Linked DNA regions of Mus musculus: regions 1 and 3 are each linked to region 2. A link is a contact called in public HiChIP or PLAC-seq data. All regions are on one chromosome and are shown on one strand. The core of a region is the stretch at or near the end of the contact, and the rest is flanking DNA. Distances in the headings are between cores, read along the strand shown.

Region 1 (4,187 bases), core at 1,401-3,900, 230 kb after region 2:
GCTGTTCTACCACAGAGTCTTCTCTTGGAAGGATTCACAGCCATGTGTCCCCCTGCCCAGGGCTGACTCTCCTTGCTATGCATGGAGATAATAGTCATGGAGCATTTGTGATGAAGAAAAGTATACAGAGCCTGACCTCTACTTAGAATGTTCCAGATTCGGTAGGAAGACAGATAAAAGGTGTCTGTGTTCCCAGGGTTGGATTCAGGCTGCCCTCTGGTCAAAGCACTGCCACATGACCCTTTGCTTACCCCACTTTCTGCCATGTTAGGAGAAGGAACATCTTGAAGACGCAGAAGACGAGACAGGTTACTGATCTAAATATTTGCAATTAACAGTAGGTTTCTTATTTGATACACGTGTTCAGTACACAGATAAGACCAGATGTGTTGCAGGTGACGTTTCAAAGGCAGCCTCTGAGCAGAGCTGAGAGTGGATGTTTACTAGAGATCCTTGCTACTACTCCAAGGGGGAGAGGGAAGGATGTGAGGGACACAGAGGCCAAGTGTGAAGCAGGGTTAGGAAAACCTCTACCAACCCTAGAGAACGTGGGACCTCTTTTAAAGAGTCTGGCAGCAGAGTCACACATCACCTGACACTGAATGTTATCTTATTGTCAATCAACAGTAGGAGGTAGACTGCCCCCCAAAGAGTGTGGCCCCTATTGCACATCTCTCTGTAACTGAGCCCCACCACTGCTTCCTTGGAAATGTCTTTGCCCATACTAGGGTTTCGTCAATGTCTTAGGCAGTGTACCCTTTCTGAAAGGTGCCTGCAGAGCTGTGGCTCAGACCCTGGCACCCCAGAGTCTCATGCAGAACTCTGTAGCAAGGTATCATGTCAATCAACCCAGGCAGATATCAGATCTGCAGTTGCCAGTGAGTCCCTGTACCCATTCTGCTTTCCTAAGGAAGTAGGTGAGACTCTGCCATGTTAAACTATGCCCAGGGACCATAAAACTAGCTAGGAAGACCTTAGGACCCACACTCACATCCCATTCTAAAGGTACTTTGTTTTCCCAAGTTTAGAATAGTCTGTGGCATTGAGGGTAGAGCAGGGGTGATGGAGGGTTCGTTAGAGTCCCCCAGCCTTCCCTTGCTTCCCTTGCCCATCACTAGTTTCCCCTTCTGTTCTTTGCCCCAGCGGTTTCTACAAGTGCTGTATCTCTCTCCATCCTCCACAGAGTCCTCACTACTTCCCCAGCCCACCTGCCTTCTTTTTTTCATGACCTTTCTTAGCTCTCCTATGTTGGACATAGTTTTATCCTAATTGCTACACTCTGTAAATACCACCGAAGTCCCCTAGGAGGCTGAGAATGTGTACTCTTAAAGGGCAGGGCTGTTGCATGTGTGTGGTTTAGGACTGTGAACCTGGGGAAGCCATATTTAAGCACGTCCTTTCCCTAAAAGATACCATGTAAGCTGCCTCCCTGGGGATCTGAGTCTGAGATTTGCTGGCACCCGCCAAGCTCATGAGCTCAGGGCTCATGGAGACCCCCAGCAGCTACCCATAGAGCTCAGTGTAATATGGCCTCATCTCTATGCCTTTACGGGTCTGTGTTCCTTCTGACTCAGACCTATAAAAGGACACAGTGTGTAGACAGACTATGTGTGACCCAAGATGCCATGGCTCAGCATGCTATGGCCCATGATGCCAGAGCCCACAGTACCAGTAATCACTGGATTCACTAAGTGGGAGGGTGGCATTGAAACCAATGAAGCCAAATTTGGGAAACATCCAAAGATGGCTTTGAACTCAAACTCTTGCTGCCATCCCACCCTTGTGACCTGCCACTTAATCACATGGCGGAGGATTTGTTACGAGCTGGAGAAATGTGTAAATGTTTAGAGAGGAGCGAGCTGCAAGCTGTAAATGGCCATGGCATGTTTATATGAGACTGGCAGCTCAAAAAGGAGACTCTAATAGCTTTGTATTTTATTGTTATTTATTTTTTGGTGGATAGAATTACCAAACTGATGGATGGAAGGATTATTTGAGTTGTTAAATATTTGGGATTTGCCAGGCTTTTGATGTAACATCTTCTGGCAACTACTTTAGAGTAAACCCAGACTAGCTTAGATTAACTCAGATCTGTGGGCTGAGAAAGGGAAGCTGGGGCTAGAGACGGTGGGAACCTTCTCCTTACTTGCAATACTACCTTTTGAGAGGGTAGGATGGACCTTAGTTGTACCTGGAGAACAGTTGATCTCTGCTACATAAATTGTCAAGGTTTGGTGGTGAGAAAGAAAGGGAGGAAAGGCCCTTGGTCTTGCAAAGATTATATGCCCCAGTACTAGGGAATGCCAGGGCCAGGAAGTGGGCGTGGGTGGGTTGGGGAGCAGGGCAGGGGGTGGGGCGGGGGGAGGAGGGAAGGGAATAGGGGACTTTCAAGATAGCGTTTGAAATGTAAATGAAGAAAATATCTAATAAAAATTGTTTTTGAAAAAGAAAGAAAGAAAGTACGTAGAAGAGAGAAACTAGAAATACTGAATTAGTTGCTGACATAAACAGAGGCCCATTGGTCCCCGTTTCTGTGTCCTATCATCAAGAGTACTTCTCATATCTTCCCAGTGGCTTTCCACTATGGTCATTGTGTGTGTCTCCCTCCTCCACTGCAAGGCTTTTGGCTGTGGCTCCTTCTGTCTGCTGAGGAGGTTTGTTGATTCATCTATAAATAGTCCAGCTTGAATCAACAAGGGTGAGCTCAGAATGGAGACTCTTCCACCAGGACTTTTTAAGCCACCAACTGTGATCTGTAGGTTCCTCTTCTAAAGGCCATCTCTGTCCATGAGAGCAATCTAGTGGGAAGACAGACACCATCTTGTCTTTTGTTAAGTGGATGGCTTAAAAAAATAGAGAAGCATAAAAGTGAAAAGTCAGATGGAAGGAAACACGGGAAGGGAGGAGTGGGGTGTGGACCTGGCTAAAAAACATGGCTTCAGCCTTCCTCACTCGTCAGTAATTAGGGCTGGAAGCAACAGCCTCATACACTGTTAAGAGAATTAATTGTGCATGCTTGTATGTCTAAAGCTTTGTGAGTGTTAGTTGTTTTTGAAAATCATTCAAGGTGACGTTCAGTAGTATGTGGAAATTAATTTCACATTCTGCCTTAAAGTTAGAGATTCCTAGGGCTTTTACAATCTCACCAAAGCTTGTTTTTGAGCGAGCTCTTTTTACAGCAGGGGAGAGGGATTTGCCCACATTCAGATTTGGCAGCAGGCTGGGTGTCAAGGCACAAAAATCAAAACATTGGAAACGTGACTGATGCAAGTATAGAATGGGCAGCGTCAGATAGTGCCCTTAGCTTATTGCAATGGGATGGCAAGGTGGGGTTCCTAGTCACTTGAGATAAAGCGTTGGAGGAAATTGGTAGATTAGGCAAAAAAGCAAGCTGATGTCTTATGGTGCGAATACAGATATAAACTTTGAGATGACATTTTCTGTGGAAATGGATCTTTTGTGTTTCTACTTCATGAACCCAGTGTTAACATTTATTCTTCAAAATCTGGGCATTTTCACTCATAATATGTAATGAGCTGGAGGTTCTTTCCCCTAGAGAGTTCTCTGGGTGGCTTGGTAAATCTTGTTCCACCTGTGACATTAACAGGGCACACTGCCTTTCCTTGTCTTAATCTGATGGTGACACCAAGTCTTCCCACGGGGAATTGCCCCATGGTTCCTTTTTGCTCTCCTGCTGGGCACAGAGGTCTACTGACCTCACTTCTGTTCCTCACTGGAGAAATGAGCTTTGTGATATAACTATGTCAGGGTGACTTAGAACTGGGCAGGGCCACGGAAGAAGATCGCACAGTCTTGGACACAGAGGAGCTTGACATGCAGGAGAAAGATAAACCTTGACAAACAGTTGCGCTGCCATTTGACAGGTAAAAGCAAAGAGAAGGAAGAGGTCAGAGAAGGAAGGGGGTTAGGGGATGGGGAGCTTGGCAAAGTAGAGGGATATGAAAGGACTCAAGGAAGGGCACAGGCCTGAGAAGAAAGGAGTTCTGAGCTCAGTAAACTGCCTGGGTAGAGTGTGGGGAGCAAGGAGTAAAATGCTTTGCATTGAGAGTACAAATGTTGAGTTTTCTATCACATGTCACCTTCTGTGATTAGCCTGGGAGAATGCAGGAAGTGCCTGAGATGACAGAAAGCCGTGCTGGTCCATCTGTCATGGTATCAGGAGCTGG
Region 2 (3,875 bases), core at 484-2,983:
TTTACCATATGAAGAGTCTTGAAAGGAACCTGAGAATTCCAATTAGACTATAACTAATGAGCTGGAAACTTTGGGGAAATCACTGTGGGCAGTGAGGGGAGAGTGATCATCTTGGTTTTAATTAGCACAGGAAAAAGTTGTGGTCCAGCTGCCAGCCTGGAGAAGTGTCCAGAGGGAGGAAGTTTCTGTGTGCAACGATAGGGGGACTGGGGGTGGGGCGGGGGACAGGGGCTGCTGAACAATCCTGGACTCCTTCCCTTTAAAGGGGAGAAACGGGAGACCAGAAATGTAGAAAGGCAAGCCTGAATGCAGAGTACCCGTCATCCATTTGCCCTTCCCACACGAGTCTAAAGAACTAGGAAGCAGCCCTTTAAGAAACCTCCTTTTCTACCCAGTTTGTTCCACACCAACCACCAGGCTGCTGTCATCTTTGCTTAATAAGGAAACAACAAACAAACAAACAACAACAACCAACAAACCCACCTGCAGCTGTCAGAGGTCACAGACTACCAACAGACTTCCAGATGCCCCAGTTGTTCATCAGCAACTCACAACGTGGCATCTTGGAAACGAAAGAGTGAACTCTCTGTCAGCAGGTGTACTGTACTGGCTAGGGTCTTCCTTAGTCTCCAAGCCTTAGAATCTAGGGGCAATAAGTCCACTGAATCTAGCTGACAACCAGCCACTCCTCTCCCTATTAGGGGCCCCTTTGGGAAAACCGGCCTACCCCAGACACCTGGTGGTTTCCCCTTCTGGTACCCTGCTGAGCCTAGAGGGGCGCAACACCTGCAAAGTCCTACCTCTAGGCTGGTGGCGCTATACTCTACATCCTGGAAGATGGGGGGCCGCATGCCCCACCACTGCCAAATGACCTGCTGCCCCTACACAGCCCCAAGCCGAGGCGAGTTAGCCCGGTAAGCCTCCTCCCCTCCCGCTTCGGGCTGTTTGAGCCCGCGCCCGCTCCAGTTGCTGCAGCTGCCACTGCTGGCGGCTGCGGGGCGCGCGGGGCGCGCGCCGAAGAGGCTCGGGCTGCGAGAACGGGGACGAGGAGGAGCCCGAGGAGGCAAGGAGGAAGAAGCGAGCGGAGGCCGAGGAAGCTCAGGGTCACAGAGACCCGGCCCGAAGGGGTCCCGCAGAGCATCGGCTAGCTGGCCGCGGAGGCAGGGCAGACCGCCGCAACCAACCTGCCGCGGCCCCGCGAGCACAGGAGGCGGCGATCCAGGAGCGGAGCGCAGCCCCGGGGAGGAAGGGTGGCGCGGGCACGCCCGGTCGGGAGGGCGCGGATTCTCCGATCCTAAGGAGCTGTCGCCTCATCACCCGAGAGAGCTGTGCGGGGACGGGCGGGAGACCCCGGGCCCGGGCGCAGCGCACACGCGTGGCGCACGCCAGGCGGGCCGGGCGGCGCCGAGGGTACGCGGGATCGCGCTCACGGAGCTTCGGGAGGCACAGACCCCGGGCGCGGACCGCCCGCGGCGCCCCCTGGGCTCTCGGTGCTCCGCGCAGCCCCGGGGGCGATCGGGGCCGGGGTCGGGGAGTGGGAGCCACCCTCCCTCATCCCCTCCCCCCCCCGGGCCGGCCGGCAGCCCGGGGGAGGGCGGGCGGCGGCGCTTGGCTGTATATATCTCCGCACACCCTGCCAGGTCGCGCACAGCGCCCCGAGCCCAGGCGCCTCCCCGCCCCCCTCCCGGCGCTCCGCGGCGGCGGCGGCAGCGGCAGCAGTAGCAGCAACATGGCTGTTGATGGGTGTTCGGGGTGGCGCTGGCGGCGGGAGGAGCTCCCTCGAGCCCCTGCGCCTGCCGCCCATTGCTAGCTATGGCAAACGGTGGCGGCGGCGGCGGCGGCAGCAGCGGCGGCGGCGGCGGCGGCGGCGGAGGCAGCGGTCTTAGAATGAGCAGCAATATCCACGCGAACCATCTCAGCCTAGACGCGTCCTCCTCCTCCTCTTCCTCCTCCTCTTCTTCTTCTTCCTCCTCCTCTTCCTCCTCGTCCTCGGTCCACGAGCCCAAGATGGATGCGCTCATCATACCGGTGACCATGGAGGTGCCGTGCGACAGCCGGGGCCAACGCATGTGGTGGGCTTTCTTGGCCTCCTCCATGGTGACTTTCTTCGGGGGCCTCTTCATCATCTTGCTCTGGCGGACGCTCAAGTACCTGTGGACCGTTTGCTGCCACTGCGGGGGCAAGACGAAGGTAACGCGCGCCCCGGGCGCCCGCCCCTGCGCCATCCCAGCCGTTTCTCGGCGTCCCCCGCAGCCCACCTCTTAGCTCCGCACTGTGTCTTGCCTCCTGCTGTCCCTGCCAGCCTTGTCCCCGCCGCTTGCCCTTCCCTCCCCTCTCCTTGTGCCCTCGGATTGTGCGCCAGGGGTGAGGAGTTGACCCCAGCAGGTGCGCTCCAGGACGCAGACCCCCGCTTTAGTTCTCTGTTTATTGTAGGGCTATTGGTGACTATGGCCGGACCCGGGTTGGGGGGACATGTGTCTCTTGGGCACGTTGTTGCGGAGTGTGGAGAAGGAACCTTGCAGGGACACAGGAAGCTGAAAGACCCTGGGTGCGTGCGGGACACCACTCACTGGCTGCGGCCAGACTCCTCACGGTGGACTAGTTGGGACAGATCAGCTCATACTTTTGTTGTTGTTGTTGTTGTTGTTGTTGTTGAGGAAATCAGTTCCTGGGGTCCCAAAGAAGGGGGAATCCTTTGAGCTAGGGAGAAAATCTTTTGCATCTGGGAATTCTGGGGGGGAAATCATGGAGAAAGTGGGGGCCCACGGATCAATAAAAAGTTGGGAAGACCCATCCTAGAATGGGGTCAATCTATGGAGAGTCACTTTCTAAAAGTGGCATGGTTGCAAGTCTGATGTCACCGCCCACTCCATCCCTTACATTTTCTTTGTGGAACATTACCCTACCCCAAGTACTTTTGCCACCTCTACACTCCCCTCCCAGGCCATCAACTTTGGATCCCCACAAATACAGCCAGCAGCTCCAATCTGTAGCACCAGGGCTGCACTCCTAAGAGTCCAAGGGACCTCTGCTTCACTAAGCCCCCTTTTGGCACTTGATGTGGCTAGAAGTCGTCTTAAGCTATTCCTGGCAGAGTCGCCCACAGTGTTAGGACTCACATCTCAGATGTGTGGTTGCTAGGCTTTACTCCTGGGCTGTGGCCATCTCCCTAGAGGGGTCCCTGCCCACCACCTAGCACTTGCTGGGGGGCGGTGGACCGGGGGTGGGCAATGTTTGAGCGAGAACTACAGAATGAATAAAAGAAAGAACTGGGAAAAAAGAGGAGCTGAACTGGGTGCAGTCTTTTAGAGAAATTCTCATCCAAGAGGACAGAATAGCACCCATACTTTTGGACAGAGGATATCTCTAGGGGGATTGTGCAAGACACTCATCTTGGTCCCCAAATGTTCACACCTGCTCTAGAAAAGTTCATCCGGGACCCCCTTGAGAAGTCACAGGGCTCAGCAACTTGTAGCAGCGTACAGCTGCTAAAGAGAAGAGTTAGGCTAAGGGGGAAGGCTATGAAACCCAAGGGCAACCGAAGCACTCTCTGTCATTAATTATACATCACCGTAGGTGCTGGGCTCAGCTGTGTTTTGTGGCAGCACATTTGTGTTTTGGAAAATACTGGTGTGTTGGAATAAGGGAGGAAAAAGAAAAAAACCACCCTTCCTTCTTTGCTTCCTCTTGGCATTGCTCTGAAAGCCTCCAATGGTGACAGGTGAGCTTTGTTTAGAGTCCCCTTCTTGAGGATGGAGGTTCCCCCTTCCTTTTCAAGGAGAAAGACCGATGGCCTTCCAGAGAAGCCCTCAGATTAAGCAAGGTTCCTATAGCCAGACCCAGAGATGGTCTCTGTCTGATCATAGAATCACATT
Region 3 (4,442 bases), core at 1,716-4,215, 240 kb before region 2:
AATAAAAAATAAGTTTTGGCCCAGCAGTAATGGCACACGCCTTTAATCCCAGCACTCGGGAGGTAGAGGCAGGCAGATTTCTGAGTTCAAGTCCAGACAGGTCTACAGAGTGAGTTCCAGGACAGCCAGGGCTGAACAGAGAAACCCTGTCTCAAAACCAAAAAAAGAAAAAAAGTTATGTGTTTGTATTCACATGTGAGGGCATAGGTGTGTCATGGAGTATGTGTAAATGGTAGTCTGAGGAAAACCTCTATCTTGTACCTCCTTGAGGCAGGACCTCTCATATTGTTTGTTGCTATACTGTGCACCCCAGGTTAGCTCAATTGCCCTTGACCTCTGGCAATTCTCTCATTTTACCTCTTGTCTGAAATTATAGCCATGTGCTATTGGGTCTGTCATTACTAATCTGATCTCAAGTTGTCAAGACTTGTGCAGTAAGTACCTTCTCCCAGCACAAAACTTCCTTCCTGTACAAAATATGCATTTGTATGTGTGTGGGCGGGGGCGGGGTTCTGTGTGCGTGTGGCACACATTTATGTGGAGGTTAGGGAATAGCTTATGAGAGATGGTTCTCTCCTTCTACCATGCAGTTTCTGGGAATCCATCTCCGGTCATCCAGCAACTGCCTTTGCCCCCTGAGCCAGCCCAGCAGTCTCCCTCTTCTCATAAGCACACCAGCCTCCTCCAATGACCTCATTTAATTTCACTATGCCTATCCAGACACGGTTTCTAGGGAGGGGAAAGCTACAGAAAGGAGTTTATGCCAAGGTTATTGGTTAAAACAACTCTAAACCATTATGTCCACAGACTCTCTCATCTAGAATTTATGTTTCACATAGGCCTCAAGAGAATCTTATAAGGGATTCAACAAAAGCAGTGTGTACCACTGCCCAGCCCCTAGAAGTAAGTGCTCTTTTCAAATGCTTCCTCACTGATTCTTAGAAAGGCTTCCTGGAACAAACTCCAAATCCCTTCACTGTCCTTCGAGAGTTACTGGGAGACGATGGCTCTTCTGTCTTTGGTCATGGAGCTGCCAGTTTGTTCTCTAATCATAAAAAGATTGGTGTCCAATTTTCATTCCTCCCCCCACTTCCCTTCTTCACCCAGATGTCTGCTAATCCAAACAAGAACTGAGATGGGCCCTCAGGGATGAGTTAGGATCTGTGGCTGCTCTCAGATGAAATAATGGCCAGCCAGAGAGAAGGTGTCTTAGGGGCAGGGGATCGAGGAAGGGTCCAGGGACTCTGCAAAACTATGGCACCATGATAACAGCCAGCCTCCATTCCCCTAAATCCTTGTGTTCTAGAAAGAATTAGCTGTCGACCTGACACAGCCTGAATCATCTGAAAAAAAAAAAAAGGATTCAGGGGAGTCATTGTCTTTTTATAACATTGCTCTATGGACAGATCTGTGATATGAGCATGTCTTCAGAGAGAACTGGGCAGGACAGCTCAGCCTACTGCGGGTAGTACCATTCCCTGGGCAAGTGGTCATGGGCTATATTAGGAAGCTAGCTGGTGCATGAGCCTGGCAAGGGTGTCAGCATGCCCCATCCTCAGTGGATCCTGCTATATACTCCCTTGGCTCTAAGTGAGAATTCCTATCTTGACTTCTCTCAGCAATGGGACAGTGACCTGGAAGTGTTAAGTTAAAATACATACTTTCTTTCCCAAATTGCTTTTGGTCATGGTATTTGCCAGAGCAACAGAATATAATTAGGTCATCTTCTTGGTCACAGAAGCCCAGGCTATCTGATCAGAGAGGGATCTTCAAATGGTTTTGCTCCAGCATATTGGAATCCATGTTGGGTTATAGAAGCCTTAAAAAATGATAAAGCTATCAAACCCAGCCCAGAAAACACACGTTCACAATAGTGTTGAGATTGTTTCAGCGCCACACAGACCCTGCTGAACTTGCTCATGAAGCTACAGCTGAGAACCCCTGGTTTGATGCTCTTCTCATCCCCCTTCTCCTGAAAAATACTAGGTGAGGGAATGTAATTGGTTCTCTTCCACCATCATTCTGACATCGTCCACCATCATTCTGAGGGTCTTCTTGGTCTAATCACTATTCAGAGTTTGTTTCTATAAACAAACATGGCTTCTGGCTTCTGTCAAAGAAGGACATTTGAGATGTCTTTGCTTTGGTAACGGTGCCATCGAAAGAGTTCTTGGCCGGCCTTAGAAAGTAAGCCAGCCGTTGGAACGCAGAACTTTGCAGTCTTCTTCCCTGGGATGCAGATTCCGTTCCAGGTATGCAATTGTAGAGAGAGAGAAAGAGAGAGAGAGAGAGAGAGAGAGAGAGAGAGAGAGAGAGAGAGAGAGAGGAAGAAGGAGGAGGAGGAGGAGGAGGAGGAGGAGGAGGAGGAAGAAGAAGAAGAAGAAGAAGAAGAAGAAGAAGAAGAAGAAGAAGAAGAAGAAGAAGAAGAAGAAGAAGAGAACTGTCGGAGAAGGTAGACGGTCTTGAGCTGAAGTCATTATGGGAAGCAAGGTAACTCTGTGATTTGCTATGATCTTGGGGCGACACCAAGGAGCACTTTTCTTGACAGAAATCTCCAAGAGCCCACAGCAAACACTCCTTATGCACACCCAGGTCCTGCAAACATCCACTGCCTTTGACTCTGGAGCTCTGATACAGGTGTGCAGGATGCTATTAACTGTGAGGCAGGTTAGGGGGTTTTATTGGGAGATTTTCTAAGAAAATCTTGGAATGGGGACAAGTTCTGGAGAGGTCTTTAAATTGGAAATGACCAAGTGGGGGAGGGTTTTGCATTGTGTCCTTGGTTTGTTTTAGAATTCTTAGAAGACTCTGGACTAGGGGCAGTATGTGAACAGGGTAGGAGCAGTTTCTCTCAGTACCTTGTGGACTAAGGGCCGGTGGGGTCCGGACCCTTCCCCTTCGCCCAGTGTTTCAGTTGCCTGCTACCTCCTCCAGGCCGAAGGCGGGCCGGGGAGGAGAGAGGCCAGAGGGGCGGACCGCGGCTGTGCAGGCGGCGGTGTGGGAGCTCGGGGGAGCCGGGCCGGAGCCGTCGGGCGCCCGGCGACAATTCCCCCCGCGGCGATCGCAGTGTGCGGCGGGGCGGTGGGCGCGGAGGCGGAGCTGGAGGGGGCATGCCTGGCTGCTGCGAGGCCTCGGGGCGCGCCCCGGCCGCCGTCCCCACCTCCGCCTCCTCCTTCTCCTCCTCCGTCTCCTCCTCCTCTTCCAGTCCCGCCGCCGCCGTAGCCAACATGGCTGCGCCCCGGAGCCCGGGAGGCGGCCGTTGAGAGCTGCCCGATCGTCCCGGCCCCGAGGCTCGCAGGCCCCGGCCCATGGGCCCCGCCGCCTCGCGACTCCCGGCGCGCTAGGCTGCCGCCCAGTTCGGCGTGCAGCCCGCCGGCCTCGGGAAGCCCCGGCGCCGTCCGGCGGGGCGGGGCGGGGCGGCGCGGGCCGCCACCATGGAGCCGCAGCGCCGGGAGCTGCTCGCCCAGTGTCAGCAGAGCCTGGCCCAGGCCATGACCGAGGTGGAGGCCGTGCTTGGGCTGCTGGAGGCAGCAGGAGCGCTGAGCCCCGGCGAGCGGCGGCAGCTGGACGAGGAGGCGGGAGGCGCCAAGGCGGAGCTGCTGCTCCAGCTCCTCCTGGCCAAGGAGCAGGACCACTTCCAGGACCTGCGCGCCGCCCTGGAGAAGACTCAGCCTCACCTGCTGCCTATTCTCTACCTGAACGGCGTCGTCGGGCCGCCGCAGTCTACAGAGGGCGCGGGTGAGTGGCAGTCCCGCGCGGCCCCTCCTGCCCTCCGGCCACCCCTTCTCTCTGCAGCTCACCAAGGGGGTTGGGGGGGCCGAGGCTCAGGTCGCAGCCACCGCTCTACCTGTATGGCGCGGGTGACACCTTCTCTCTTATCCTACCCGGGGAGGGACGGATGCCTGGAACCTCATTCACACCTCCTGCCTCTGTTCTGCGGTTTTCTGGGAACAATAACCCCCTCACCGAAAGCCTTGTCTTTCCTCTCCTTGTTGCTACTGCTGCAGAGTCCTCCGGAAGCCACCAGGTCTGGTGGCGGGGCGGAGGTCGGAAGACACCTCGGAAGGATGTCGGTCAGCCCCCTTTCTAAGCTTCTCACGGTCGGCTAGCCCTTCGGGAGCCCTGGGTTGCAATCCGCAGGAAGGGAATATAGGCCAGGGGAAGATCCCCTAAGTTCTGATCCCTGCAACCCTCTTTAGGTCACTCGTGTCTTTTCACTTTGTGTCCGTGCCCGTTTCCTTCTCGTCCCCTGGACCTCAGTCTCCTAACTCGCCCAGATTTGCTGTGAATTATGCACACCGCCTTCCCCGGTTTCTTTGGAAATTGTGGGCCCGGAAAAGTTGAGGAAGTTGCATTGCACCATGGGAAAATCTTAGTAGTGGTTGCTGTGGCTCGGTTCCCTCCCGGAGAGTTCTGAGTTCCCGGTGGAGGAGAGCTGAGCA

Evidence for each region. HiChIP or PLAC-seq counts read pairs in DNA pulled down with a chosen protein or histone mark.
Region 1: a contact with region 2 is called in an H3K4me3 HiChIP or PLAC-seq map of microglia, with 7 times the contacts expected there. The contact joins the enhancer-like site here to the promoter of Kcnma1 in region 2. A contact is called at or near these places in 1 of 39 promoter capture datasets (cancer-associated fibroblasts), 37 of 484 Hi-C or Micro-C datasets (the AtT-20 cell line, LSK cells, the N1E-115 cell line and 18 more), 19 of 115 datasets of contacts at active chromatin or transcription factors (SST interneurons, craniofacial prominence, differentiating embryonic stem cells and 13 more) and 4 of 9 other capture datasets (adipose tissue, embryonic stem cells, liver and 1 more).
Region 3: an H3K4me3 HiChIP or PLAC-seq map of embryonic stem cells shows a contact between it and region 2, with 6 times the contacts expected there. The contact joins the promoter of Dlg5 here to the promoter of Kcnma1 in region 2. A contact is called at or near these places in 3 of 484 Hi-C or Micro-C datasets (all in embryonic stem cells), 1 of 115 datasets of contacts at active chromatin or transcription factors (embryonic stem cells) and 1 of 9 other capture datasets (adipose tissue).

What each region holds. Positions count from the first base shown.
Region 1 is chr14:23,773,199-23,777,385 of GRCm38.p6, reverse strand. All of the region lies in intron 2 of Kcnma1 (potassium large conductance calcium-activated channel, subfamily M, alpha member 1), which reads left to right. Among named protein-coding and RNA genes, the nearest start is that of Gm51422, 130 kb to the right of the region's middle. Within about 2 kb of position 2,650, at least 9 of the 459 cell types and tissues checked have an H3K27ac peak or open chromatin away from gene starts, as enhancers often do. A contact at or near this core is called in the AtT-20 cell line, microglia, pancreatic islet and 1 more, where this site is marked.
Region 2 is chr14:24,002,063-24,005,937 of GRCm38.p6, reverse strand. Kcnma1 (potassium large conductance calcium-activated channel, subfamily M, alpha member 1) reads left to right here and starts at 1,733. Exons shown (of 28, transcript NM_001253364.1): 1 at 1,733-2,190. The coding sequence starts at 1,813. It overlaps 4930519K11Rik (RIKEN cDNA 4930519K11 gene), which reads right to left and starts at 947. Exons shown (of 3, transcript NR_131107.1): 1 at 801-947; 2 at 484-643; 3 at 101-257.
Region 3 is chr14:24,244,443-24,248,884 of GRCm38.p6, reverse strand. It overlaps Dlg5 (discs large MAGUK scaffold protein 5), which reads left to right and starts at 2,965. Exons shown (of 32, transcript NM_001163513.1): 1 at 2,965-3,738. The coding sequence starts at 3,435.